Linked DNA regions of Ovis aries: region 2 is linked to region 1. The links are chromatin contacts, called in public Hi-C maps. All regions are on one chromosome and are shown on one strand. Each heading gives the region's core, a stretch centred on a gene start, on an enhancer-like site or on the middle of the called end of the contact. The rest is flanking DNA. Distances are from core to core; before and after follow the strand shown.

What was found. A called contact is a pair of places that touch in the nucleus more often than the background predicts.
Region 2: a contact with region 1 is called in a Hi-C map of hypothalamus, with 2.5 times the contacts expected there. The contact joins the promoter of SPATA20 here to the enhancer-like site in region 1. A contact is called at or near these places in 4 of 16 Hi-C or Micro-C datasets (blood, hypothalamus, liver and 1 more).

The regions. Positions count from the first base shown.
Region 1 is chr11:35,547,437-35,550,308 of ARS-UI_Ramb_v3.0, reverse strand. No RefSeq gene overlaps it. Among named protein-coding and RNA genes, the nearest start is that of TOB1, 75 kb to the left of the region's middle. Within about 2 kb of position 1,493, at least 26 of the 54 cell types and tissues checked have an H3K27ac peak or open chromatin away from gene starts, as enhancers often do. A contact at or near this core is called in hypothalamus and liver, where this site is marked.
Region 2 is chr11:35,907,986-35,910,857 of ARS-UI_Ramb_v3.0, reverse strand. It overlaps SPATA20 (spermatogenesis associated 20), which reads left to right and starts at 1,453. Exons shown (of 17, transcript XM_042255816.2): 1 at 1,453-1,564; 2 at 2,093-2,275; 3 at 2,523-2,702; 4 at 2,803-2,867. The coding sequence starts at 2,578.

The DNA of each region.
Region 1 (2,872 bases), core at 244-2,743:
CTTTGACATTTCCTTTTAAAGTCCTTAACTCAGCAAAATGAAAAACTGGTGACCAGATCAGATCCTAAATTGTTGTTTTGGAAATATTACTGACCTGAGAAATCTGAAGACTGGGAACCACTGAGCTAGCTCTTAGTTCTTGGTGGGACCAGACATAGAAGTTGTTTTTTAATTGAGGGATAATATCTGAACAGCTGGAAAAACTCAGGGGGAAAAGGGAACGGGTGGGGTTCCTGCCCAGATTCAGCCCCACAGCCCAGGCATCCCCAGGAAACTTGAGCAAAAGGAGTATTTGAGTAACTGTACAGGGAATTCTGAGAAAGGCCTCAGGGCCAGTTCTCTATGCCACACACCCTCAGCCTCTTCTGTGATCCAGAGACAGGTGCAAATATTCCCTTAAACTTCACCCCTGCCTTCCCCAGCCCTCTCAAGGCTGGTTCCAAAATAGCCCAGGCCCTGGAGGAGACGTCATGGGTTAGGCTGGCTGCCTGCCCCTCAGAGAGGGCACGTTGGTAATGCCAAGGCCAAATATAGAGGGACACAGGACACCAGAGGGGGCTTGGGGCTTGAGGAACCATGTCAGCTTCAAGATGCCTACCCTACCCCCTCCTCTTCTGAGCCCCGAGCCCCAGAGCAGCTGGGAGGCAGTGCCTCCTGGCCTGGCCATGGCCCTGGAACATGTCTTAACAAGTCCTGATTAGAGCTGGAGGCGGGCTAAGGGGGTGCAGGGCCTGGGCTGGGTGTGAGCATGGGGACACCGCCTCCATCTGGGGGTCTCTCAGTGGTTTTATAGGCGTCACTTCCCACAAGTTGCACTGAGATCAGGAGGCTCAGGAGACAGGGGAATTAGGTGCCTCCCAGGCAGAAGCACTCTTGCCTTCCTTTCTTCCCAGCTTCTGAAGGAGACCAAGGCCATAAACCTGGGGGTTGGAGGCAAAGAAGAGTACAGGTAACCATGCCAAACCCCAATAAACCACTGGTTCAATCGGACTGCATATAATTAGTCCTGATCGCCAAGGTTGCCTCCACCCTTCACTCCCAGGAATTAAAAGTCAAAGGGCAGAGCTGCTGACGCAAATGTCAGGGGAGACAGGCACTTTGGATCAGCTGGGATCCTGTTCCCTGGGCTCTGCCGCTCTGGCGCCTTGGACATGGCGTCTTCCGGGCCAGGCTCCAAGAGCCCGGTGTCCATACAGGGAAGGGGGTCCACTGCCTCCCCCTCTTCCCGGTTCTAAGATGAACTGTATCTGGTTGGAGGTTAATCAGAAATTTCTGTGACATGGCATTGCCAATGCCTGGGGAATTGGGGAGAAGCAGCAGCTCAGTATCTTGTGAGCCCCTCTCCTTCCCACACCTAAAAAGGAGGAAGAGAACTCTGCCCTCCCTTCCAGGGGGCTGGCTCCCTAAAACCCGATGTCTGCCCCCCAAGGTTGCCCCTATAGCAGGCAAGCCCTGGGCAACTGCACTGTGGTCTGTGCACCAGTGGTGACCCCCAGTGGCCAGCGTGGGACTTGGGTTACTGCAGAGCTGACGCTGAGCTCAGCCCGGAGCAGTGGCTGGGGAGCTCCAGGGTGTGCAAGGTTTAGGGATTTGATTTTGGCAAGAGGGCTGTTGGCATTTTGAAGTATTTTTGGATGTGCTGATTTTTCCTGATTGAACTGTGGCTGGATCTTGGCCTAGAAGGTCCTACTGTTGGCAAATCAGCTCCAACATGTCTAAGAATGTGCTCATCTGCTAGCCCTGAACCTGTTCCTCCTCCTGACTTCCCTGTTTCTATTAAAAGCATCATCACCCTCCCAGTCCTTCAGGCTCTGAACCTCAAACCTCCGAGTCATCTTCCACGGCTCCCCACACTGGGCTGGGTACCTGGTCCTGCCCCTCCTTGCTCTGCAGGTCACTCTAACAACCCTCTCCCTGGTACTTATGGCCACTGCCCCAATGAGTGGGCCTCTCACCTGAGCAACCACCATTCTCAACATGCCTCTGGGCCAGACCTGGGTACATGACTGGTCCTCCACTTACTCGCTGTGTGACCTTGAGCAAGTTACTTATCTTCTCTGAGCTCAGCTTCCTCAGTTGTAAAATGAGGATAATAATTACAGTTTCCACCTCAAAGAGCATTGCAGAAATTAAATGACAGAATATACATAAAGAATCTGTCACATAGGAAATGCTCAATGCATGTGAATTATGAGAGATCATCCATCCAGTCCAATTTCTCCAGGGTAAACAAGTAAACTGAGGTCAGAGGCTGAAATGAGAGCTGATGTCTGCAATTGAGTTCTAGGCGTCTTCACAGCTTGCTACAGTGCAGGCTGAGTAGAAGTTCCTGAAGTCTTGAAGTTCTTCCATTGCACCCATCACCATGTTCTAAACCCAGAACCAAAGGCCACCTTCTGAGTTCACCTTCTTTAGGGGCAGGTATTCCTGGTAAGTGTTGAGGTCATGCAGCCACAGCAAATATTCTCTGGGATGAGACAACTACAGGTCACGTCCAGTGGCTGAGTAAGGCTGGTCGGGTTGGCCTGGCCTAGCTGCCTCCCTGGGGCCGCTAGGCACACAGCAGAGGTCCAAGGAGGGCAAGCTCTTCCTCTTGCAACCCTGCCCTCACATCCCTCTCCCAACTCATGCTCACCCCACCTCTAGTCCCCAGCGACCTTGGTTTGGGGGTCAGAGGGAGGGGGCAAGCTAATTCAGCTGGCTTCCCATTAAGGCACAAATGAGCACCTGAAGTCCACAACCTCATTGAAATGAAAGGTGAGAGCCTTGTTCTGGGAAGTTTTAAAAGGGACTTTTCTGCACAAAGCAGCAGCTGTAAGAAAAGCAGATGATCCAGGTTCAAACATAGGCCTATCCTAGGGCCCCTGGACAC
Region 2 (2,872 bases), core at 204-2,703, 360 kb before region 1:
TGAGCCTGTCATCTTCACACATACATCTCAAGGTCATCTCAAACCAACACATCCAAACAGGACCTCTTGAGCCCCCAACCTGACCCTCTCCCAGTGCCCCCCTTCCTTCTCAGTACCAGCCCCATTCTGCACTTCACTCTTGACACCGCCCCCAATAGGCAATCCTGATGATGTTTCCTTTTCTGCTGACCTCAAGTCTACCACCTTCCCTCCATCTCTACCTTGGCATAGTGCAGACCTCCCAGAGCTCTCCTCTGGGTCCTGCTATGGCCTTTGAACCCTTCTGCTTCCACTCGTGCCTCTTTACAGTCCATTCACCACCAGAAAGCTGGAGGGACCTCTCCAAAATGCAAGGTCACTCCCTCGACTAAAGCCCTTCCACAGCTTTCTTCTGCTCTCATCAGTAACCAAACTCCTGCTCACAGTTCAAAACCTGGCCCCTGCCCTCCTCCCTGTCTACGTCACCACCTCATCGGCGCCTCTCTGTGCTGGCTTCTGCAGCACCTCAGCCCTGCCTCACTGCTCTGCCACAGGGCCTTTGCACATCTGTTCCCCTGCTTCCCCAGCAAGTCCCCCAAGCCCTTTCCAGATTGCATCCTCTTGTTCTTCGAAGGCTGCTACACAAATGTGATTTCCTTAGGAAGGCCCTCCCCCTCCTCTCTCCCACCAGACCAGTTTCCTTGTGATACCTAGTCATGGCACGTCTCACAGTGGGTGGTTGTACATTAATCTGTATAGCTGTTGGATTAGTTTTTGCCTTGCTCATCAGACTGTGAGTAACACAAGGATGGGATGGCTTGGTCTCTCTCTGCCCACTGTTGTACCTAGCAGAGTGTCTCATGGGCACTCAATAAATGTTGACTAAGGGTAGTAAATGAGACTCATAAAATACCTGATAACACCTGAAAGTTGGTTCAGTATTATTATTCAGGGAAGGCTTCCTGAGGGGGTGGGGTTTGAGCAGGACCTTCAGGTGAGGGGGCAGAGCAAAGGCGAAGCTCCCAGTTTGGATGGCCTGGAAAAGGCACACCTTTTGCCTCTCACCTCATTTCTCCTTTGTAAAACGGACAAAGTTGGGACAAAATGACCGGAGGCTCTGGCTTTCCAAGGCCCTGGCATCCTCACAGCCTCCATATTCTCCGTAAGAGGGTTACCTCCCCGCAGGCCCTGATTTATGTCCTATCGAGTCCACCCAGTTTTTTGCACAGACCTGTGTCCTCCTAGGCGCTGCCGTCTATGGGGTCGCACAGAGTCGGACACGACTGAAGCGACTTAGCAGCAGCAGTGTCCGCCTAAGCCCCGAGTATACGGTCTGCAGTCCCGTGATCGGCCACCGAGCGGCGCTCAGAGACCAGCCTGCTGCCGGCCTTTTCGGCGAAGACACTCCCGCGGCCGGTTCGGTGCCTGGGCCTGCCCGTCGCAGCTTCCCTCCCGCCCTCCCTTCCTGTCCGCAGCGTCCGGGCCGACCGCCACCAGCCGCCATGCTGGGCGCGCGGGCCTTACGGTGCCGGTGCCGCGGCTTCCTGCTGCCCGGGGCCGGGCCAGTCCTCGCCTTGAGCTACAGGTACGGGCGGCAGAGGAGCACGCTTCAGCAGCCGGTGCCTGCGGAGCCCTGCGGTCAGTTGTCCTGGCGCTGGTCCCCTGTGCCTGCCCGGTCACCTCCCCACCCCATGCCTGCCTTCCCCCAAGACTAGGGCCAGCTCCTCCGACCGGGCTCAGACAGTAATCCTCTCCTCCCTCCCTCCCCTCCAGCTGCAGGGCTCGCTTGCCCCAGGAACTCTGTTCTGACACCATCTCCAGGAAGCCTTCCTTGAACCCCAGTGCTGGGCCAAGGGTCCTTGTCCAACAGCACCCTGGGCTGGCTTGTCACAGCCCTCGATGCTGCAAGGGCTTGTCATTACTTAGGCCTGCCCCGCCCATGCTGCCCTCCCAGGCTGAGCTCCCTGAGATCAGAGCCAGCTACTGATTCTTTGAGGGTCATGGGGGTCTGGCACAGGACCTGGCCCCCCAGAAGTGCCCACTGGATGGATGTTGAGTGAGGGAGTCCCTGATGCCAAATGAATTTCTTCTCCTTGCCCCTCATCTGGCCCAGTCCTACACACAGCAGCCAGCAGCCTTCCTGCCCAGATCATATACCCAGGCAGGCATGCCAGAAATACCTCCAGCACAGTCACCCTGGGTGGGGCCCGGTGAGGGGAGAGAATGGAGCCTGAAGGACCATTCCATCCATTGTGACTCGCCCTGACTTCACAGTCATCATCGTTCCCACCACCAGGTCAGAGAGGTTGGGGGAGACTAACCTGGCAGGGAGCCCCCAATGAACCACCTTTCTTCACCCCCCCAAAAACACAAGGGGGAGCACAAAGGCCACGGTCTCCCCCGTGGTTCAGAAAGGTGGGTTGGGCTGGGAGCAGGGGGTTCTGGGAGAGTTCCACGGTGGTCAGGTGGGCCTCTGGGCTGGGTGTAGGTGGAAGCAGTGGAGACTCCTGGTCTGACTTGCCTGACCTACCTGCCTACACCAGGGGTAGCTCCTCCCGGGACAAGGACCGAAGTGTGACGGTCAGTAGTTCAGTGTCCATGCCTGCTGGAGGGAAGGGGAGCCGGACTAACTGCTCTCAGTCCACGCCCCCGAAGGTCCCCAACCGCCTGATCAATGAGAAGTCACCATACCTCCTGCAACATGCCTACAACCCTGTGGACTGGTGAGTCCTCTCCTGATGCCCTCCTGGGCAGCTAGATCCTCAATCTTCTTACTGGCCCCCTCCGGAGCTAGTGAGTGATGCCCCACTCTACTGGCCTTAGGTACCCCTGGGGACAGGAAGCCTTCGACAAGGCCAAGAAAGAAAACAAGCCAATTTTTCTTTCAGGTACT